4 separate regions of the Sus scrofa genome follow, and all the other regions are linked to region 4. Evidence: chromatin contacts called from public HiChIP or PLAC-seq data. All regions are on one chromosome and are shown on one strand. The core of a region is the stretch at or near the end of the contact, and the rest is flanking DNA. Distances in the headings are between cores, read along the strand shown. Region 1 has its middle 37 kb from the start of TLN2. Region 2 overlaps TLN2 (talin-2). Region 3 overlaps TLN2 (talin-2). Region 4 overlaps TLN2 (talin-2).

Evidence for each region. HiChIP or PLAC-seq counts read pairs in DNA pulled down with a chosen protein or histone mark.
Region 1: an H3K27ac HiChIP or PLAC-seq map of skeletal muscle shows a contact between it and region 4. The contact joins two enhancer-like sites. A contact is called at or near these places in 1 of 47 Hi-C or Micro-C datasets (embryonic fibroblasts) and 1 of 2 datasets of contacts at active chromatin or transcription factors (skeletal muscle).
Region 2: a contact with region 4 is called in an H3K27ac HiChIP or PLAC-seq map of skeletal muscle. The contact joins two enhancer-like sites. A contact is called at or near these places in 1 of 47 Hi-C or Micro-C datasets (embryonic fibroblasts) and 1 of 2 datasets of contacts at active chromatin or transcription factors (skeletal muscle).
Region 3: a contact with region 4 is called in an H3K27ac HiChIP or PLAC-seq map of skeletal muscle. The contact joins two enhancer-like sites. A contact is called at or near these places in 1 of 47 Hi-C or Micro-C datasets (embryonic fibroblasts) and 1 of 2 datasets of contacts at active chromatin or transcription factors (skeletal muscle).

The regions. Positions count from the first base shown.
Region 1 is chr1:109,716,306-109,719,005 of Sscrofa11.1, forward strand. No RefSeq gene overlaps it. Among named protein-coding and RNA genes, the nearest start is that of TLN2, 37 kb to the left of the region's middle. Within about 2 kb of position 1,281, at least 1 of the 83 cell types and tissues checked has an H3K27ac peak or open chromatin away from gene starts, as enhancers often do. A contact at or near this core is called in skeletal muscle, where this site is marked.
Region 2 is chr1:109,415,063-109,417,762 of Sscrofa11.1, forward strand. The region is part of intron 3 of TLN2 (talin-2); the gene reads right to left. Among named protein-coding and RNA genes, the nearest start is that of MIR190A, 190 kb to the left of the region's middle. Within about 2 kb of position 1,304, at least 29 of the 83 cell types and tissues checked have an H3K27ac peak or open chromatin away from gene starts, as enhancers often do. A contact at or near this core is called in skeletal muscle, where this site is marked.
Region 3 is chr1:109,441,204-109,443,903 of Sscrofa11.1, forward strand. The region is part of intron 3 of TLN2 (talin-2); the gene reads right to left. Among named protein-coding and RNA genes, the nearest start is that of MIR190A, 220 kb to the left of the region's middle. Within about 2 kb of position 1,403, at least 11 of the 83 cell types and tissues checked have an H3K27ac peak or open chromatin away from gene starts, as enhancers often do. A contact at or near this core is called in skeletal muscle, where this site is marked.
Region 4 is chr1:109,586,344-109,589,043 of Sscrofa11.1, forward strand. All of the region lies in intron 1 of TLN2 (talin-2), which reads right to left. Among named protein-coding and RNA genes, the nearest start is that of TLN2, 93 kb to the right of the region's middle. Within about 2 kb of position 1,303, at least 10 of the 83 cell types and tissues checked have an H3K27ac peak or open chromatin away from gene starts, as enhancers often do. A contact at or near this core is called in skeletal muscle, where this site is marked.

The sequences.
Region 1 (2,700 bases), core at 31-2,530, 130 kb after region 4:
AAACAAAACAGGAGTTTCCATTGTGGCTCAGTGGTTAACGAATCCGACTAGGAACCATGAGGTTGCAGGTTCGATCCCTGGCCTTGCTCAGTGGGTTAAGGATCTGGTGTTGCCGTGAGCTGTGGTGTAGGTCAAAGATGCAGCTTGGATGCTGCACTGCTGTGGCTCTGGCGTAGGCCGGCAGCTACAGCTCCAATTAGTCTGGGAACCTCCATATGCCATGGGTGCAGCCCTAGAAAAGGCGAAAAGAAAAAAAAAGAAAGTCCTATTATGTGGTCCCAACAATAGATTCAAAAGCTTATGACAAATAGGTCTTTGATGAGCTGTTTATTATTTTTTTATTTCATAATGGTTTTTATTTTTTCCATTATAGCTGGGTTACAGTGTTCTGCCATTTTTTTTTTTATTGTACACCAAGGTGACCCAGTCACATATACATGTATACATTCTTCTTCTTTTTTTTTTTTATGGCTGTATACATGGCATAAGGAAGTTCTTGGGCCAGGAGTCAAATCAGAGTTGCTGCTTAGGCTTACACCACAACTACAGCAACACCAGATTGGAGCTGCCTCTATGACCTATGCTGCACCTTGTGGCAGTGCCAGATCCTTAACCCACTGAGTGAGGCCAGGGATAGAACCCTCATCCTCACAGAAATGTTAGATCCTTAACCTGCTGAGCTACAATCCTTGCCTTTGATTATTTCATTAAATCCTCCTAACAAGCTAGTGATGAAGGTACTATTATTATCAATGTTATAAGGGAGGAAACTGATGCATAGGCAGGTTGACTAATTGCCCCAAATCACACTGTTAGAAAGTGGAACAACTGGGGGTTCTTGCTAATACAATGCTCCAGTGCATAGCTTTTATTTTGGCAAGCTGTTAAATAAATTATTTGCAGAGGATTGACAGAGTCAAACAGAAAGCACATTAAACATTTTAATAAATCTTTCCAAATTACCCACAAAAATGACTACAAATTATACCTACATCAATGACACATGAGAGCTCTCATGACCAATGTCCCTGCCAATATTGGATATTTTCAATCTCATGTCTTTGTCAACTTAATAAATAAATCATCTCGATTTAACTTCTATTCTTTAGTTAACACTTTCATACATATTGGCCAGTAGTCATTTTCTGCAGTTACAAACATTAACAGCACAAAACAGAACAGATTTCTCCACAGAGTCTGCAATTCCTTTATCCCCTGTTAGTTGATGGCATGATCATCCACCAGTTGCTCAAAATAGAAACCCAGGAATAGATGTTGGTTCTTCCTTTTCCCTCTCCCTCTAGCTGCTCAATCAAGGCGAGGAATCAGATGGAACCCCGTGAACAGTGGTCTGCAACTAAAAGTCTTCCGTATCCAAACAATTCCAGTCCTGCAGTAGCGGACGTGTCTGTAGCCAAGGGAGCTGGTCTCAGAAGCCCCATCAGGTCCTCCTGAGGAGCCTGTGCTCAGGACACAGCCGATATGCAGGGCCTCCCAGGGCCCTCTGGGTGCGTGGTCCTGGCCCCTCCCACCCTGGTTTGCCTCACATCTCCCCTGATGGTGAGAAGATTTGAGGCTCTCAGAGCTTTGGGCCACCCCCAGCTGAGAATGAAGCGCAGGCCTTCCTTCCCAAATGGCTGAGCTGTTGACCTTCTTGCTCCCGCCTCTGGCTCAAGAGGCTATTAAGATCAGTTTACCTTTCTGGCTCAAGAGGCTGTTAAGATCAATTTTCCTTTTGGTTATAGATGCCTTTACTCTCAGTTGTATTCAGAGTTCAGTTATCAATGAAAGTAAAGAACAAAGCGTGCATTATTTTTGTTTTGTTTTGTTTTTCTTTTTAGGGCTGCTCCCCAGGGAATACGGAAATTCCTTGGCTAAGGGTCAAACCACAGCTGCAGCCTACAACAAGGCCGGTGTGAGCCCTGCTGTGTATGCAACCTACATCATAGCTTGCGGCAATGCCGGAGCCTTAACCCACTGAGCAAGGCCAGGGATCAATCCTGCATCCTCATGGAGACTACGCCAGGTTCTTAACCTGCTGAGCTACAACGGAAACTCCCAAAGCGTCTGTTTTGTGATTCTCCTGAAGCCCCATCACTGTTGAAGACTCTGCAGCTGGGTCCAGTTTGCACCAAGGTTCTCAAGTCTCCAACACCACAGTGTATCCTAGAGGGGTGCTTCTCAAACTCTGCAATGCTCCAGGATCATCCAGGGTGTTTGATAAACACACATACTCCCAGGCTGCTCTCCACACCTGCTGAATCACACTCTCTGGGTGGCAGGACCCAGGCTTGTATATTTTTTAACCAGCTTTCTGGGGGTTCTGTTGCATAACCAAGCTCAAACCAATGACTTACAGAGGGTGAGAAGGTAGGTTCTGAGTGGGAGGTATGGGCTATACTCCTGCTCTGCTGAGTGACTTTGGGAGAGTTACTTAACTGCTCTGTGCCTTAGTATTCTCATCTGTAAATTGGGGCCAAGAGTACCTCTTGAAAGAAACAAACAAGGAGATGTGTGCAAATTCTTTCTACAACAGCTCCTTCACACAATAAATGCTTAGTAAAATTATTCTCAAGCCCCCAAAATGGGAGAGCAGGAGCTCCCAGGGTCCTGCCTGCCATGGTTAGAGGGTTTCATTTCCTCAGCAGGGTCTTTGTGATTGTGGTTGAGCAGAGCCAGAGGCAGGAGATGGTGAAAGCT
Region 2 (2,700 bases), core at 54-2,553, 170 kb before region 4:
TCCTCTGGGCATCTCAAAAGAGAGGCCACTACCCTCACTTGAGGGAAGACGTTCAACACAACAAAGGATGCCAGAGATTCGTTATAAAGTTCGTGTTCAAGTTTTTTACTATTTCAAAACAACCACTGCAAAAAGCAACAATAGCACTACAAGGGAACACATTACGCAAAAAGACAAGAAAAAGCAAATCGGCCACTCTCAAAGAGCTCTGCACAGTGGTCAAAAACTACAAGGCTTCTTATTCTTGGCTCTCTGTTTTATTATGACACAGTGTTCCCAAACATGAAGCATAAAGCAAGACTGACAATTTCCTGCATGGGAATGTCTCTTTAAAAATGCAAATTATGTACATAAAAATGCATTATAAACGACAAAATTATAAGTCAAGTTACTTCTATTACTATCACGCAAAAGGACTGCCCACATAGGAAAACCTCAGTGAGGTCTGAGACCAAAGTGGGTGGCGGATTCTTTATCATCCCACAGCCACAGCTGTTTCTAACAACTGCTCTTAAAAGTGAGAGTCTGCAGAACAGACAGACATTTGTTGGAATCAAGGTCCTGACTTACAGCAAAAAGAAAGTAGGATTAAAGCACAAAGCAACCTAGAGATGTCGGTGAAAGATGGGCATGTAATCAACAGCGGTGTTGATGTCTCACCGCAGATCTGCTCAAGCACTAAGAAAATCATGGAATTCTGACAACTCGTCATGATCGAACTTGACATTCCCTCTTCACTGTGATGTTCTCAGGTCAACACAGCACTGAACCTGACTACAACTGGCCACTCAGGTCCCCGTGTCTGTGCCCTCACCCCTCCTGCTAATTCCTTCCCCTCCAGACTGGGTGCCTAGGGGAGCTGACCAGCCTTCCTCTCTTCCAGTTTGGCTGAACGTGTGTACCGTTTCTTGCAGGGCTGTTATTCTCCAATCCTCCTCTATTTTATGATCCTATTCTTGGTCCTCCCTCTGCCCTAGTTTGGATGTATGCTATCTGATTAGACCTTAAGTCTGTGTTCATTTTTGGCTAAAAGACAGGGTATAAATGCATAAAACGTCCATTACTTTCCTTTTTATAATCTCTTCTCACTGTGACCATTCTGGCCCTGATTGTATGTGTGAAGGTCGCCTGGACCAAGGCAAGAACCCTCTGTGCCCTTCACTGTGGAAGATGAGCCTGTGGAACCAGTGGTGAAACCCAGACATTCTCTCCATTTCAAGTAAACACTTTTCAGTCCCAGGGAACTGAAAACAGCCCAGTGTGATGGCAGTGGCGCAAGCTGCCCAGGCTCACCCAGTCCTCTCTGGAACAAACAAGCCCAACTCAGCCAATACCTCCTCCTCTCCACAAGAAACACCCACCATTGGCCAGGCTGAGCAACCACCCCTTGGCTCTCTGCCCTGGTAAGTAAGGGCCATGAAATGCTCCCACCCCACCCCTGCCTGACCAGCTGCCGCCCTGAGCTGGTCACTTAAGTGCCATCTGCCTCAGTCTCCTCCCCTCTACAATAGGGGACAATAAAAAAATCTACCTCTAAGACTGCCAGAGAACCAAAGAAGTTCATATGTGTCCAAGGCACAGAAAAAGAGCTGGGTCAAGATTTGTTGTTATCATTTGTTAGTCATGGTGGCTGGAGAAACATTGGAAGACATCTAGCATATTCAGCCACCACCTGAGCTGCAAAATTCATCTGATTGTTTTTTTTGGCATCTATCATATACTTGATACTATCACAGGCATTAGGGAGCAAAGTCAGACAAGATTCCTGCCTAGTTAGAGCTCACCTTCTAGTAACCCTATTCACTATACAGTTCCTGTGTTCATCCTTATTCAAACCATACAACATGATTTTTCTAGAGGCAGAACTATCTTGGGATGAACTGTGAAGGAGAATATTTTCGTGGATCAGCAAACTCCTAGAACTTAGGCTGTTTCTCTTGGATGTTAGTTAAATTCCCTCTATCCAAGAGCCCAAGGTGGGGGGGAGGGGGGAATCCCCACTCTGCGGCAGAGCCGGCATCACAATAGGCCCTTGCCTTAGGGCTTGCCAAGAAGCCACCTGCCCAGGAGCCACATACTTGAGGTGCCACTGGCTCTGCACACTCTGCTATACATCAGAGGCATGGTGTTCAGCTGGCAGGACAACAGGACCAGGCCACCACACCTCAGTGGAGAATAAAAGCTACCCACCACTCCTGTCCTCCCCCTCCAGCCCCTAACTCCATTCTCACCCATCGGAAGACTGGACCCAGGACAATGGCTGTCCTGACTCCTTCTCTAGGTCTGTTTCTCTCTCAGCAGGCAAAATACAGCTCTGTTTGGTAACAGCATGCATCACATAACTGCATGTCAGCGTAAAGTGTGGGCCTATCTAAAAGCTATCATTCATCTGTGTGTATATCTCACTCCCCTGTGAACAATTCTGCTCTCTAATAAAAGCCCTGGAAAGAGCCTCCTCTTCTCTCTACCCCTGACCTGCTCCTGTGTAAGGCAGGAAGCAGGAAAGCTCATCTGACAAGTAAGACCACTTCATGACTGGGTCACATCTATGCAAAGATGCCCTGAAAGCAAGAGCCAGAGTCTCGCCCTCTGTCTCGGTCTCCTGGGCGTGTGTGCTCAGGTACCCTGGGGCTCTCCTTGCCCATTCAGACGCCATACAGAGCCCACCAGGCACACACAGGTGATGGTCACCATCTGGGA
Region 3 (2,700 bases), core at 153-2,652, 150 kb before region 4:
TCCTACACATCCAAGAGGATGGATGATCCCCTTAAGAATTCTCTTTTGCCAAGAAACAAAATGGTCTCCTCACTAGAACTGCATTAGCCTTCCGTGATAATGAAATTTTAAAGGCATGTGTAATAAAGGCGTGGCTAGCAGAAGCAAGCATAAAGCAAGGCATTCCTTGCTTCTTTTACCATCAGCACATTCCTTAGTCCTTCCTTTCCACCCTCAAAATAATAGGCCCACCACAATCCTATCTTAGTAGGACAGAATTTACAATGGTTATGTTAATATCACTGAATGCCTGCCAGGAGGAAAAACACTGGTATCTGTCCTTGTTCTAAAACTCATCACACACTCAAGCTTTGGTCCCCTCTAAGACCACCATTCAGCACCAAACACAATTCATGATATCTTTAGTTATATCTATATGTCAATTTCACACCGGTGGCCACAGAGATTTGATCCAGATAAAAGCTCTCATTTGTAACTTCCTGGGCCTCTAAAAGCTGTGTGCCCTTGGACATGACATTTCTCATCTGAGTCTCACTTTCCTGAGAATAAGTGATGAGGACCAGGTGATCTTGGAGCAGCCTGCCAGCAGTCACTGCCACCTGTCTGGGTGGACATCCTTCCTGCTGGCTTGCCGGCAGGAGGGAGACGGCTAACTTCAGTCTTAGAGGCTTGAGTTCGGTAATCTCAAGGGACTCAGGATGTGAAATTCGGCGACAAAATAATAAAAGGCAGTAGTGAGTATGTTTATTTTCCACACTCCAGTCAATAGCACTTTGGCTTGGGCCTTGGACTGCACACTTTCTGGGGCAAGAGACCCATTTCAGCTGATGTCAGTAAGTTATTGACGTAGTTACTCCAAAGTGAAATAATCAACAACTAATTTTTAAAACGTTGTTTGTTCCAAGTATGAAAATCCACAAAAATAATTGTGTATAAAATATTTTCTTAAGCCACAGAACACAATTCCAGCAGATACTAGATAGAACTGTTGCTCTGGACAATTGAACATCAATAATTTTGAAAGCTTCAAATGCATGACCAACTCCTGGTTCAAATGTCTTACATGTATTTATATCTGCCAATGCCTCACATGTACTTTTTTTTAATTTTTAAAAAAATTAGTTGATTTACAATGCTGTGTCAATTTCTCACATGTACTCTGAAGTACTAGCCCCCCAAATGCTCAAAAATCATCAGGATCAATGGTTTGAAGACAAAGGCTGCAGGAAGATGCACGCTCTCCACTCCGCCCTCTGGCATGTGAGAGCAGCAGGATCTGGCCACTGTTCAGAACACAATTTGAAGGGATTTCCTAGGGAACTCAGGCTATCCTTCCTGTAGCCTCCATGCCCCCTGCCTCCCTCTACTGCATAATCGCAGAGGAACAGCCCATAAAATTCCCTCCTGCCCACTCAGATCTCTGCAATCTCTGGCAAAATGACATCACCCCAGCGCAGTTGACAAGCCAGGCTGGTGACAAGGAAACCCAGACTGCCTAGATTTGAAAGAGTCTTACAGTTTAAAAAGACAGCTGGTTCCATTTAAGCTTCCTCCCTGCCATCACTTTCAGGCCAGGCTCCCCCATAATCCCCTAGACATATGCTCTGAGAGTTCCTATTCTCTCCCTGCCCTTGCCTGGGCCCGGGAGCCTAGCTGTTTCCAGCAGCTGCTGGCTTCCTCTTGGCTCTCCAGCTCCACTGTGTTCTAACAGAATGGATGCTAAAGACCAGCTCATGGCATAGAGTTCCCGTCGTGGTGCAGTGGTTAACGAATCTGACTAGGAACCATGAGGTTTCGGGTTTGATCCCTGGCCTTGCTCAGTGGGTTAAGGATCTGGCATTGCAGTGAGCTGTGCTGTAGGTAGCAGACGTGGCTCGGATCCCACGTTGCTATGCCTGTGGCGTAGGCCAGAGGCTGCAGCTCCAATTAGACCCCTAGCCTGGGAACCTCCATATGCCATGGGAAGCGGCCCTAGAAAAGGCAAAAAGACAATAAAGAGGAAAAAAAAAAAAAAAAAAAACAGCTCATGTCAAAAGGCACTGCCCCAAACACAGCCCACATCCTCTTTCCTTTCACCTAATAATGTATGAATAACTAGGTCTCACAGTAAAAAAAAAATCCTCAGTGCACTAGAGCCTCAACATACCCAGTGTAGAGGGCGCCACCACAGGCCAGTACTTTGAAAGGGTCCAGTTGTGAGCAACATGACGCCAACGTGGAAGAGCAATCCTAACGGGTTCATTTCGGCACAAGTAACCAGAAAAGTAGGTCAGGGACCTGAGTCATAGTCTGAAGGCCGATATGCACATCTGCTTGCAAAGCAGAGCCCAAGAGTTCTGGGTGGTTTGCAGGATGTCAGCAATGACATTTGCAGATGGGTCCTGATATTTCCCCCACTGATACTCCCACATCAGCCTTGATGACCAGCCCGACGACAATACACACTCCTACATCTTCTAGTTATCCCCAAAATAATAATACCAATAATACAGCCCCTAGGCAGCTAGAAAAACAACTCATCTCCGATGTTATGGGTACAAGCAGTTTTCAGGTCACCATGCTCCAGTTGTGCAAGGCAATAGCTTCTGATTAAGATGGGCTTGATCTTTCTCAGTTACAATGTTTTTTCCTGTGTGGTCAATAGATGTCATGTTAATGTGGTGTTTTTAGCCTTTACCCAAACCTTTCTTTTTTTTAAAA
Region 4 (2,700 bases), core at 53-2,552:
TTCCAAAGTTAGGCATAGTCAGAGGTAAAAATCCAGCCCAGACTCACACACAAGGAGACTCACACACTTTTCAAGGCATCTTCAACAGTCTCAGGATTCATTTTAAAAATTAAAAAAATACGACCTACCACAATGGCCACATTATTCCCTATCCTTATGGGGCAGGATGGTCCATAAACTTGGCTGGAAATATGACAGACCTCTGCATACAGATGGAGAACATAATGGATTCAGTTTCAAAGGGTTCATGAGCACCCTGAAATGTCTCTGTAGCTCTGGTTAAAAATTCCAGCTTAATTGGCGTTCCCATTGTGGCTAAGTGGTTAGTGAACCCAAATAGCATCCATGAAGACGCAGGTTCAATCCCTGGCTTTGCTCAGTGGGTTAAGGATCTGGCATTGGTGTGAGCTGTGGTGTAGGTCACAGACGCAGCCAAGATCTTGTGTTGCTGTGGCTGTGGCTTAAGCCAGGGGCCACAGCTCCAATTGGACCCCTAGCCTGGGAACTTCCATATGCTGTGGGTGCGGCCCTAAAAAGACAGAAAGACCAAAAAAAAAAAAAAAAAAAAAATCCAACTTAATTAATATAAGGAATCCTTTTTCATCTTTCTCTCTGAACTTTCTACAAGCCCTAGATAAATAGGGTTGAGGAGCAAATCCCATTTACAGAGTGATGCACGAGGGCAGGGACCAGCAAGAAAATCAGCTTTTACGGCTGATGACTATGCAGCCAGCAATGCTAACAGCTGTTGTAGAGTTCTCAACTGGGCTGTGCCTGGAATCCTTTGCCAAACCGTTTCCACATGGACCTTCCCCGAAGCTGTGTTTGTCCTTGGTCCCCAAGTTTCAAAACTAAAAATACATCAACAAACATCTGCATTGTTTAGGAACGCATACACAGGTAACAAGGACTGGTTAAAATAAAAAATCAAGACTTTATCACAACTCTGAGGTGACAGGGAGGAGCGTCTAACATATTTAAGATGTTCAGAATGTTGATTTCCTCGCCTGGTTGTTGGCTTCCCTGATGTTCCAACTATTCATATGTTTCATATATTCTTCTCTATGTATGTTGCAGAGTAAAGCAACTGACCTTACAGAGAGATTCAGGTCGGTGACAAGGACCCCCAGGACTTGTCATCTCAGCCCCAGCTCAAGACACGGCAGTGAAACTCTGGAGCCAGCCCAGTGCCTATCTGAGGTTGGGGCCCGCCAGGGAACAGTGACCAGCTCTAGCCCCCAAGCACTGTCTATAAATACATCTTTTTTACAAGTCCACACCCTTGGACAGTCCTGTGTTCTGGGCTGAGGCCACACTGACCTCCGCTGCTGCCCGTCACTCTGGGAAGAGCTGGTGTTAGGTTTCTGAGAACCCACTGGTCTTTCCTCTTCCAGCTCACAGGCCTGTTTCCTGGGGCACATTCTGTTACCGTGAACCATCTCAGTAATTCTTCCTGAACAGCTGAGAAAGAAGCGAAGCCCAGACACTTATGTGGAGCTCGGAGGAACTCAGCTGGACACAGAGGCCGGGGTTCCTCACCATGACTCCACCGTCCTTGCGAGAACTCTGCTCATTCAGTGAGGGGTCAAAAGATCCATCAGCCAGAGAAAAAGGTGGACAGCATATGGAGACATGACGGGGACATCTCCATTTCTAGCCCTTCCCACACACTTGGCAATACAGTCTCGACAAACTAAGGAACATACGCTCCTTTCCTCACCATTTGAGCAACAATATACCATTACAAAAAGAGCCTTTTGGGGGCAATCTTACAAGCCGACAAAAGTTACCATTTTTTTTTTTAATTACAACAGCCAAATATTGACATCATGACGTCAAACAACACTTTAAGCCAGGATTGGAGAGCCTGCACCCATGCCCTGGGCAGGACAGACACACAGTAAAAACTGCCTAATAAAGGAGGTACGGTGGTCCCTCATCTCTGCTCAGTCTTTTCTACTCTTCTCCTAGCTCAAGTCTGCATTTTAAAAAGACAAAGCAAAATGCAAATTAAAAATACAAAACCCGGCGAGTTCCCGTCATGGCTCAGCAATTAAAGAACCCGACTAGTATCCATGAGGATGAAGGTTCAATCCCTGGCCTCCTTCATGGGGTTAAGGACCTGGCGTTGCCATGAGCTGTGGTATGGGTTGCAGACGCAGCTCGGATCCTGTGTTGCTGTGGCCGTGGGGTAGGCCGGTGGCTACAACTCTGATTTAAACCCTAGTCTGGGAACTTCTATATGCCGCGAGTGTGGCCCTAAAAAGACAAAAAAAAAAAAAATACAAACCCCACTCTCAGGAGTTCCCTGGTGGCTCAGTGGGTTAAGGGTCTGGCAACATCATTGCTATGGCTCTGGTTGCAGCTGTGGCATAGGTTCAAACCCAGGCCCCGGAACTTCTGTTTGCTGCAGATTCAGCCCCAAAAAAGGGGGAAAAAAAATACAAAACTCACCCTCTGTCACATTCAAAAGTAAAACATCCCATTGGATTCTTCCCCTTTTGCTGAGCTTGAGATGGGCATAGCTTCGTGTGTTTGTGTGTGTGTGTGTGTACACAAGCATGCACACGAGTACACACATGCAAACAAGCCCAACATTCTTGACTGACTCAAAACAATAGCTTATGGGGAAACTATCACTCAGAGGTCAGGAAGAGTAAAGGCTGGCCAATTCCAGAAAGACAAAAGGTTTTAGCAACT